Regions from separate parts of the Bombyx mori genome. Here region 2 is linked to region 1. A link is a contact called in public Hi-C data. All regions are on one chromosome and are shown on one strand. The core of a region is the stretch at or near the end of the contact, and the rest is flanking DNA. Distances in the headings are between cores, read along the strand shown. Region 1 overlaps LOC134200605 (serine/arginine repetitive matrix protein 1-like). Region 2 holds the start of LOC101746716 (mucin-2).

Region 1 (4,248 bases), core at 1,033-3,532:
GCAAACCGTCGCTAAAAACTATATTGTGAATTAATAATGCAGTCAATGGAACTCTCTAGCTCTAGGAACATTATGGAATATTGGTGGGTCATGGTAATAACGTTGTGATGTCCTATAACCGATAACTACTTAATACCAGACGTGCCAAGAGTTCATCCAAACGCCTATGAAATAAAAATAAAAACATTCATTGTCTTCGTGAAGTCAATTTTATTGTATCAAGATCTTTTCCGTGATTCTAATTGAAGCGTGTGACTACAGCAGAATAGCTGGGAGATTAATTGAAGTACTCATAAGTGTGTGAATGATTTATAATCATAGCTTTGTGAAAATGAAAACCCAAGTCAAACAAACTGCCAGATCTGAAGATACTATTAGTTCGTTCTGTGTACAATGAAACGTAAATGTTAAAGATATAAATATAGAAGATATTACAAAAAAATAGAAGGTAGTTAGCACAATATTCAAATGTCAACGAATAATACCTTAGTCGTCCGTGTCCACGAAAACTGTAAAGAAATCGAAATTGTAGAAATATTATAATTACAATAAAAAACGCGAGATTAAAACGTAATATTACTTTTAGTTTTAGTTTTTAGTTTTGTGTAAGCCATCCTTTATTGGGTTAAAAATTTTTGTTATTAAATATTTTTTTGTCTATCTATCTATCTATCGACAATTGGTAATACAGATTTCTAAAGCTATCATACCAATCTAAATGTTTATTCGGAAAAAGGTGTAAAGTGTCGACGAAATAAATATGTAGTTTACTGGTGGTAAGACCTCTTGTGAGTCCGCGCGGGTAGGTACCACCGCCCTGCCCATTTCTGCCGTGAAGCATGCGTTTCGGTTTGAAGGGTGGAGCAGCCGTTGTAACTATACTGAGATCTTAGAACTTATATCTCAAGGTGGGTAGCGCATTTATGTTGTAGATGTCCATGGGCTCCAGTAACCACTTAAAACCAGGTGGGCTGTGAGCTCGTCCACCCATCTAAGCAAAAAATAAAAAAAATGTTCGGACGAGTTGTTGTACCTAGAGAAAAATGTGTTTTAGTTACACGCTGTTTATCATCTTGATACAAGCGACTGAAAGAGTTACGAAATTTTTTTTATTCCAACTACAGAACCCTTCGTTATTCGTAACCAGACACGCACTCACTTTTATTGAATAACTTCTGACGCAAACCATATCAATTTTCAGTTCGACAAGGAAATGTACTTTTATATTATGTTAAGAATTAAATTTCTTTAAAACGTAACGCGTCAATAAACAATTTAAACAGGTACATTATTAAGCAGTTTTTAAATGCTCTGTATTATTCGAGTTCTTATGTAAATTCGGTGTTTTATTATGTAAACAGGCAAGTAAACCGTCTCGGTCAAAAGACTTCAACGCGCTTATCTGAATATCTTAGCTGAATAAATGTAGGTAATTTTACGTTTCCTTGTTTCTTCAACGTAAATTCAACTATACAATGACACAGAAGGATATTTGTGCATCGTTTAAGACTAGAGGTTAGCTTTAGAGCTACCTTTTTGCTTAGAACTGGGTAGGTGTATCTCTCTAGGTGAAAGGATTTTTCTCCGCTTTCATTGAAAGACATCTCCGTCATCTAGAATGTTCGCATTCTAAATCCACCAGAGATGTCCTTTGATTTGGTTTGACAACACAAGCATCGGTGTTGAAGTGTTAGAGCTCAGTAGGTATTCGATTCTTGCCGCACGGTAAAATGATAAAACAAATAAAAATCTGTGATTTTTAGAATCAAATTAATAAGTAAAATCTACGTCAAGACGCCAGACCACTGCAAAAGTTTACAATTTACAACACACATTTAGATTTTTTGGTGCCTTTTAAGTACAGACGATCCGTCGATGCTTTAAGGCTCCGTTAGCAGCTTAACGCGAGGCAGCATGAGGTGCCTCCTCCTCGCGTCGTTTTCCTCATTACTGAGTGTCGTGACTCCCCCGCTACATCACGATTTCCCTCCATCTGCTGCGATCCTTAGCTTCATGAAGGGCATCGTGGAAGTTGATGTTTAGATAAGATCGTATTTGGTCCGACCATCTCGTGGGACTGCTTCGTCTGGGACGTTTGCCGTCTACCTTTCCTGAGGTGACAGTTCAGATTAATAAACATCTACTTGTAACTTCCTAGTTGTTTACTTGAATATCAGCCTCGGATCGTCGGGCAGTGAGAGTGGAGCGAGCCGTTGGCGCCTGAGCTGTGAGTGGTTACGTCACCGCGCGCACACACTCACACTTTCACTATTAGATAATAGCTCAGCACCACACCACTGCCTTACTTACACACTTACAAGCACAATAGGAAGTCGTTCGAATGGTTCTAATCACCGCACAGCCAAAACTAGTGCAAAGCGGCAACCGAACTGTGTCGATTTTTTTTTGTAATGAATATTCGAATTCGCGATACGGCGATTTTTAAGGCGAATCGTTTGGGACTTTTGTATAGATTGCTCGAGTTAAAAGCATTATTTCGTATATTAATTTTGGGCGAGCTCATACTAGCTAACATGTTCAGTAATATGACTTAAGTATGTTTAATTATTTGAAGTAACTAAGTGTAATAAAAATCAAACTCGCAAAATTATAATTTGCGTAATTACTAGTGGTAGGACGTTTTGTGAGTTGACCAAAGTAGGTACCACTACCCTGCCTATTTCTGCCGTGAAGCACCAATGCGTTTCGGTTTGAAGGGTGGGGCAGCCGTTGTACTGTAAAAGCTTACTTAGAAGTCATGTCTCATGGTGGATGGCGGCATTTATGTGTGTAAATTTCTGTGGGCTCCGGTAACAATACCAGGCGGGCCGTGAACTTGCCCATTCATTTAAGCAATAAAGAAATAAAAAAAGAACATTTTTTTTACCACTTCTTTAAATGAAACAAATGCTAAATGCGTAATATTTAGCGTGGTATCAGTTCATCGTTAATACGTCATTGAAAACCACACTACAAATTGATTCAGCCATTGTGATTAACGTATACGAATGAAGAGACAAAAACATGTTTACGACTTTGTTATTTAAATACAGATTTTATCAAACAGTATTTGAAATACAGTATTTTCTTTATTATTCCCTGAAACGACTTTAAAAAAACCATAAAACTGGTCTAAGCAATTCAGAAACAAAGTAAGATAGTTTATATATACATACGTCAAACTCTAACTTCTATTATACATAGTAACTGCTATATTTACATTGTTTACTTATGCCAATACGCAAACCAGTACACGGCAATGTCGTATAAAGAGGAGCAGTAGCAGTCCAAGGTGACCGTGATCGCTTTTATAACATATCGCTGTATATAGATATCGCTAAAGCCCATAGACATAGCCCACTGAATTTCTCGCCGGATCTTCTCAGTTGGTCGCGTTTCCGATCCGGTGGTAGATTTTCCGAAGCACTGCTCTTGCTAGGGTCAGTGTTAGCATCACTCCGGCTTGAGCCCCGTGAGCTCACCTACTAGTTAAAGTTACGCTGAAATAGCCTCTCAGGGCTATCAGCTTAGGTAGGAAAAAAAATCGCTAAAGTTTATTGCACTACTTCTACTTCTGAAGTCGTCGTGGCGTAGTGAAGTATGGCGTAGTAGTATAGTAGATGAAACTATGGCGGCGTTCAAATCCCGCAGGCAGGCACCAAGTTTTCTAATAAAATATGTACGCATATAACGAATGATTTCCATAATGACGGAATAAAATTGTGTAATAAAAGTCAGACCCGCAAAAATTATAATTTGCGTAATTAAAAAAAACAATAAATTTCCATTGCGCTCGCAACTTAGCCAGCGCGAACTACTCCTACATCGGGTGGGCGCAGATACGTTCTCAACACTGGGATGAAAAGTAGCCTATTGAACGGTTTATAAAAGAGTAATATTTCCCTGAACTCCAACTACAATTTCAATACTGAAATTTGTCAAAATCGGTTCAATGGTTTGCACGCGAAAACACAATAGACAGAGTTAGCTTCCGTATCTACAGTTTTTAATTGACAAACTAGATAGCTTAAAAAATGACACGTGCTCACGACTACGCATATATGAGGCAGCGTCGGGGGTCAGCTGATTTTAAATTGGTCCACGGACTATACAGACAATATCACTATCAATATCAATATCAGTAACTATACTTCAGACCTTAGAACTTATATCTCAAGATGGGTGGCACATTTACGTTGTAGATGTCTATGGGCTCCAGTAAACACTTAACACCAGGTGGGCTGTGAG
Region 2 (4,248 bases), core at 979-3,478, 71 kb after region 1:
TGCGAAATAACTAAAACCGAATTACTTACAACAATTATTATGAATTAATATTTTCAAAGAGTTGCATTAGCCTCTGTAGAAAGTTAGTTTCACATATCGAAATTACTTCGAAAAGCTTTTTCGAATTTGCACCAGACATATTTGACTGCCTTTTCAAATACAGTCGTTGCATCTTTTGGCGATCAAAACGATGATATTGAATTAATTTTGATCGGTGAATGCGCAAGCAGGCTGTTGTATTGCAAGACTGCAATAGACTTCCCCATCATAGTCCAGTAACCTCTTGCCTACAGCTTTAAAAACTTCTCGCAAGGATTTCGTCACAAATTCTTCATCATATACAATAAACACAAACTGTTCATATATATCTCATACTCTTTTAATCAACTCTCAAATCCCATCGTATCTCAAAGTAATTGTCTATTCGAAGGCATTTATCAATTTTGAAATAGCCAAACACTCGACTGGTGCTATATTTCTGTATCAAGACGATTCATCTAAGAATCACCATCATTAATGATATTTTGCAGAGAGCTGCTTAAAGAGCTGAGCCCGAAACTTTGCTATTACGTCACTGCTACATTTCACATAAAACTTCTTCAGTTTCTCCGTGAGATTCTGCGATTCGTATAAATCAAAATCCTGTAACCTTCTTGATCCACGTACCCTTAAATCTTAAAATTTCATTCTTAACGTTTTCTGTCAAAAGACGTCCACTTCTTTGTGGATCCTCAAAAAGCTACATAAAAATATTAAATTTCAATGAGCCCTTTTTTATGGAAATATTTTAATGGCATTCTCACGAACTTTTACGAATTCCATAAAGATCTCGTTTTATTTGACAATTACTAAAATCGTAGTAAATCGTCCGCGAAAATTTTCTTTTTGCATAACTTTTTGTTCAGTCAGACACGATACTTTAATTAAACTTTACTTCATAAGCTAAGTTGGTTTTTACTGGTGGTAGGACCTCTTGTGAGTCCGCGCGGGTAGGTACCACCACCCTTCCTATTTCGTGGGTGGCGCATTTGCGTGATGTCTATGGGCTCCAGTAACCACTGAACACCAGGTAGGCTGTGACCTCGTCCACCCATCTAAGCAACAACAACAAAAAAATGTATACATAGACCACCCAGTCAATTATTGTACATTTAAAAACGCTACGAGACTTAGCCCGAACATACGTAATCTAGAATCTAGTAAATCTATTTATTGAGACGTCTTTCGACCAATGTTTATAAATTTCAATTGAGGTACTACTTTAAAAAAAAAAGTTAAAAAGTAATATTTGAAGTATGCGTACAATTCAAGTTTTACACTCTGATCAGAAGATCCAAGCAAGGTTAAGATTTTGCTAAAAATTCTCTCGGTGCTATAAGTAGAAAAAATGTCCAACCGGCCGACCAACCCTTTTATTTCGCTCATTCGTTGTCTTTTTACTTTTATTCTAAAAATATCGCATTCACAAACCAATTTCGAAATGAAACGTGATTCTGTTCAAGGTCGAGTGAATTAGTATTCGTATGGTGTGTTCGATGTTTGACCGACCGCAAAAACATGTTAATGCGAACAGCTTGTAGACTTTTTTCTAAACTTGATTGAGAATTTATTCGTGGCCGGTCTATTATGTATTTGAATGCTTGAGTTATATAACTGATTGTGGGAATAAAAATTGGCCATTGCATTAATTGAAGCATTTAATAGTAATAGTAATCAAAACTAGTTTTAACATACCATTTTTTGTGGAATAATATCTCAACATAGAATTTGAGCTGCTGCATAATTTCGTCAATTCGTCTAAATAGAGCGATTGCTTCAATTGGTACGTAACTTGAAAAAGCCCTAGACCATTAGCTACGCACCAATTTAAACTAGTTCTACAAGTTCTCCGCAGAAGGAAGAATTGTGAAACAAAGCTCAACATTGTTAGCGTGTTTGGTTTTTAAAATATAGACAAATTATTTTCAAATCTAACAAGCAATATATTTCTAGATCTGATTTACTAAATTTTCTTTCTCTTAAAGACGAAATTGGGAAATGTTATAATGGAAACCAGATCTGAATGTTTATTTACAAATTATACCAGGAGTTTAACTCATTTAATATATCTTTTTTTTTTCTACCTATGCTGATAGCCTCGAAAGGCTATTTCACGTAGCTCAAACCGGGAGTGTTGCTAGCACTGGCCCTAGCAAGAGCAGTGCTTCGCAGAATCTACTACCGGATCGGAAACGCAACCCACTGAGAAGATCCGGCGAGAAACTCAGTGGGCTGTGTCTATGGGTCAAATATATCAATGGAACTCAAATGTATGTACTAAAATCGAAGTTATATATTGTCGTCAGTACCTACGTTAAGGAAATCTTAAAACATGTACTACAGCTTGAGTAGTCTCAACAAATGTACAAAAAAGCCTGCACGCAATCGGCTCCACTCAAATTCTGACACGCTACATTACACAACTGACCCTTATCGGTTTTCGATTATTTCGATAGCCCTTTTTGCGACTTATTCAACAGAAAAGGCAAACAGGTTTTTGTTATTAAAAAAAGGTGTATAATGCATCATAGCTCTGGCAATAACAAGGGTAACACTATTTAATGAGTTCACAATGTTGTTGTTATTATAGAGCATCACGATAAAGAAGCCGGCTTTTAATTGTTATAACCTCAAAGATTTGGGGCCAACGAGTCGTTCAGCGATAGGGAGAATCGCGCCGCTCGATGTTATCGCGCCTGCGCTGTGTTCCCCTCGAAAAGAGCAGGTTACAACACAGCACAAAGCGCGACTAGCTGTGATGTCTCGTGCCGACATTTCTGGACGTTGATGTCTTGCGGAACCGAGTTAAAATCTTACAAAGCTTCCTTTGATATTATTTTTTGAGCTGAGCATGTGATTGAATTTCGGTATCGCAATAATACATAATCCTAAAGTAGTGTTATTTTTGTGTATATTCTCTGCACCAAAATGTACAAAACGGTTAGACATGGCGAAAACAGTTTACAATATACCATTCTCCCTCAAACGGAAGAAGTGTTAAATAACAGCGGCTTAAAAGGGAAAGGTCGGGACTATAGCCCATCCATCCACATTCGAAGATCGCGTAGGAAATCTACAGTGAAATATGTCTTCTTGGTAATTTTCGGTGTGATAATAGCGTTAGGGCTGGCAGCAGTTCCGCTTTACATATTGAACGGTGCGCTGTACGCTCGAAGAACACAACAAGAGCATCGTGATATAGTCACTATATCTCCAAATGCACCGGCCGGCAGAGAAATGGCAAAATCGCGAAAGAAAGATCTTAAAGTGCTACCGCAAGTAATCTCTACTTTAATGGCAAAAACAGAATTAGAAACGTCAACAATCGTCTCCACTACTTCCTCTACTGGAGCCGGTGAAAGAGCTACCACTCCGCCTTGGACAATGCCTGCTTTAAGGTCTTGGAAGAGTTCAACGTCTTCATCAACCGTTCCGCCAGTAGCCTCTGCGAAACATGACCCGACGCAGCCAGCTGCAACAACTTCCAGTGATATCAGTATGTTACCTAATACAATTTCAATGAAAACTTGGGAGAAGGATATAATAATACGACCAACTATCACAGCTGAACCATTTACACTTAGTAACTTAGTTAGAGACTACACGCAAACATTTAAGCCAACCGAAAAGCAATCCACACAGAGTGTTAAAATGTTTGATGATGTTCTTATTTCAACCAAAACAACTTTAATGCGATCACCGGTAACTTCAGAGTTTCCTGCAACTACTGAAATATCGAGTTTGGATGATTTAAAGGACACGATGTTATCTGTAGATGATGACGAGGAATTCAAAGAATCTTTAGAAGTTGACGAAGTTTTTTCGTTACCACCTCTAAAGCCTGGTGCCGATCCTGCAGCGTCAAATTCTGATGAAATCACCGTATCTAAAGCTAACGAAGACAATTGGTACGGAGCCAGGTGGCCTTTCGTGGATCCTTCTTCGTATTTCCAATGGACGGTAAGTATTATTGTAGGAATACGTCTTAGACTTTTACTAGCATAAACACCAATGGTTTCTACATTTGTAGAATATGGATTACGTTTATGTTTCCATAAAAAAATATTATGCAACTTGTAAACTGGAATGATTGAGAATAAAGTGTAGTTTCATTCTTATGCAACGCTTTATAGTACGTACCTACTTACATTTTTCTTAGGTAGGCGTTTCTTTCGTAGGTATGTTATTCCTTTAGATGGTCATATAAGC

What was found. A called contact is a pair of places that touch in the nucleus more often than the background predicts.
Region 2: a contact with region 1 is called in a Hi-C map of midgut, with 1.9 times the contacts expected there. The contact joins the promoter of LOC101746716 here to the enhancer-like site in region 1. A contact is called at or near these places in 2 of 7 Hi-C or Micro-C datasets (midgut and whole pupa).

What each region holds. Positions count from the first base shown.
Region 1 is chr18:8,250,924-8,255,171 of ASM3026992v2, forward strand. LOC134200605 (serine/arginine repetitive matrix protein 1-like) reads left to right here. Exons shown (of 3, transcript XM_062673786.1): 3 at 1,362-1,406. The coding sequence ends at 1,406. Among protein-coding and RNA genes, the nearest start is that of LOC134200605, 9.2 kb to the left of the region's middle. Within about 2 kb of position 2,283, at least 3 of the 8 cell types and tissues checked have open chromatin away from gene starts, as enhancers often do.
Region 2 is chr18:8,321,621-8,325,868 of ASM3026992v2, forward strand. It overlaps LOC101746716 (mucin-2), which reads left to right and starts at 2,229. Exons shown (of 3, transcript XM_012692195.4): 1 at 2,229-3,999. The coding sequence starts at 2,968.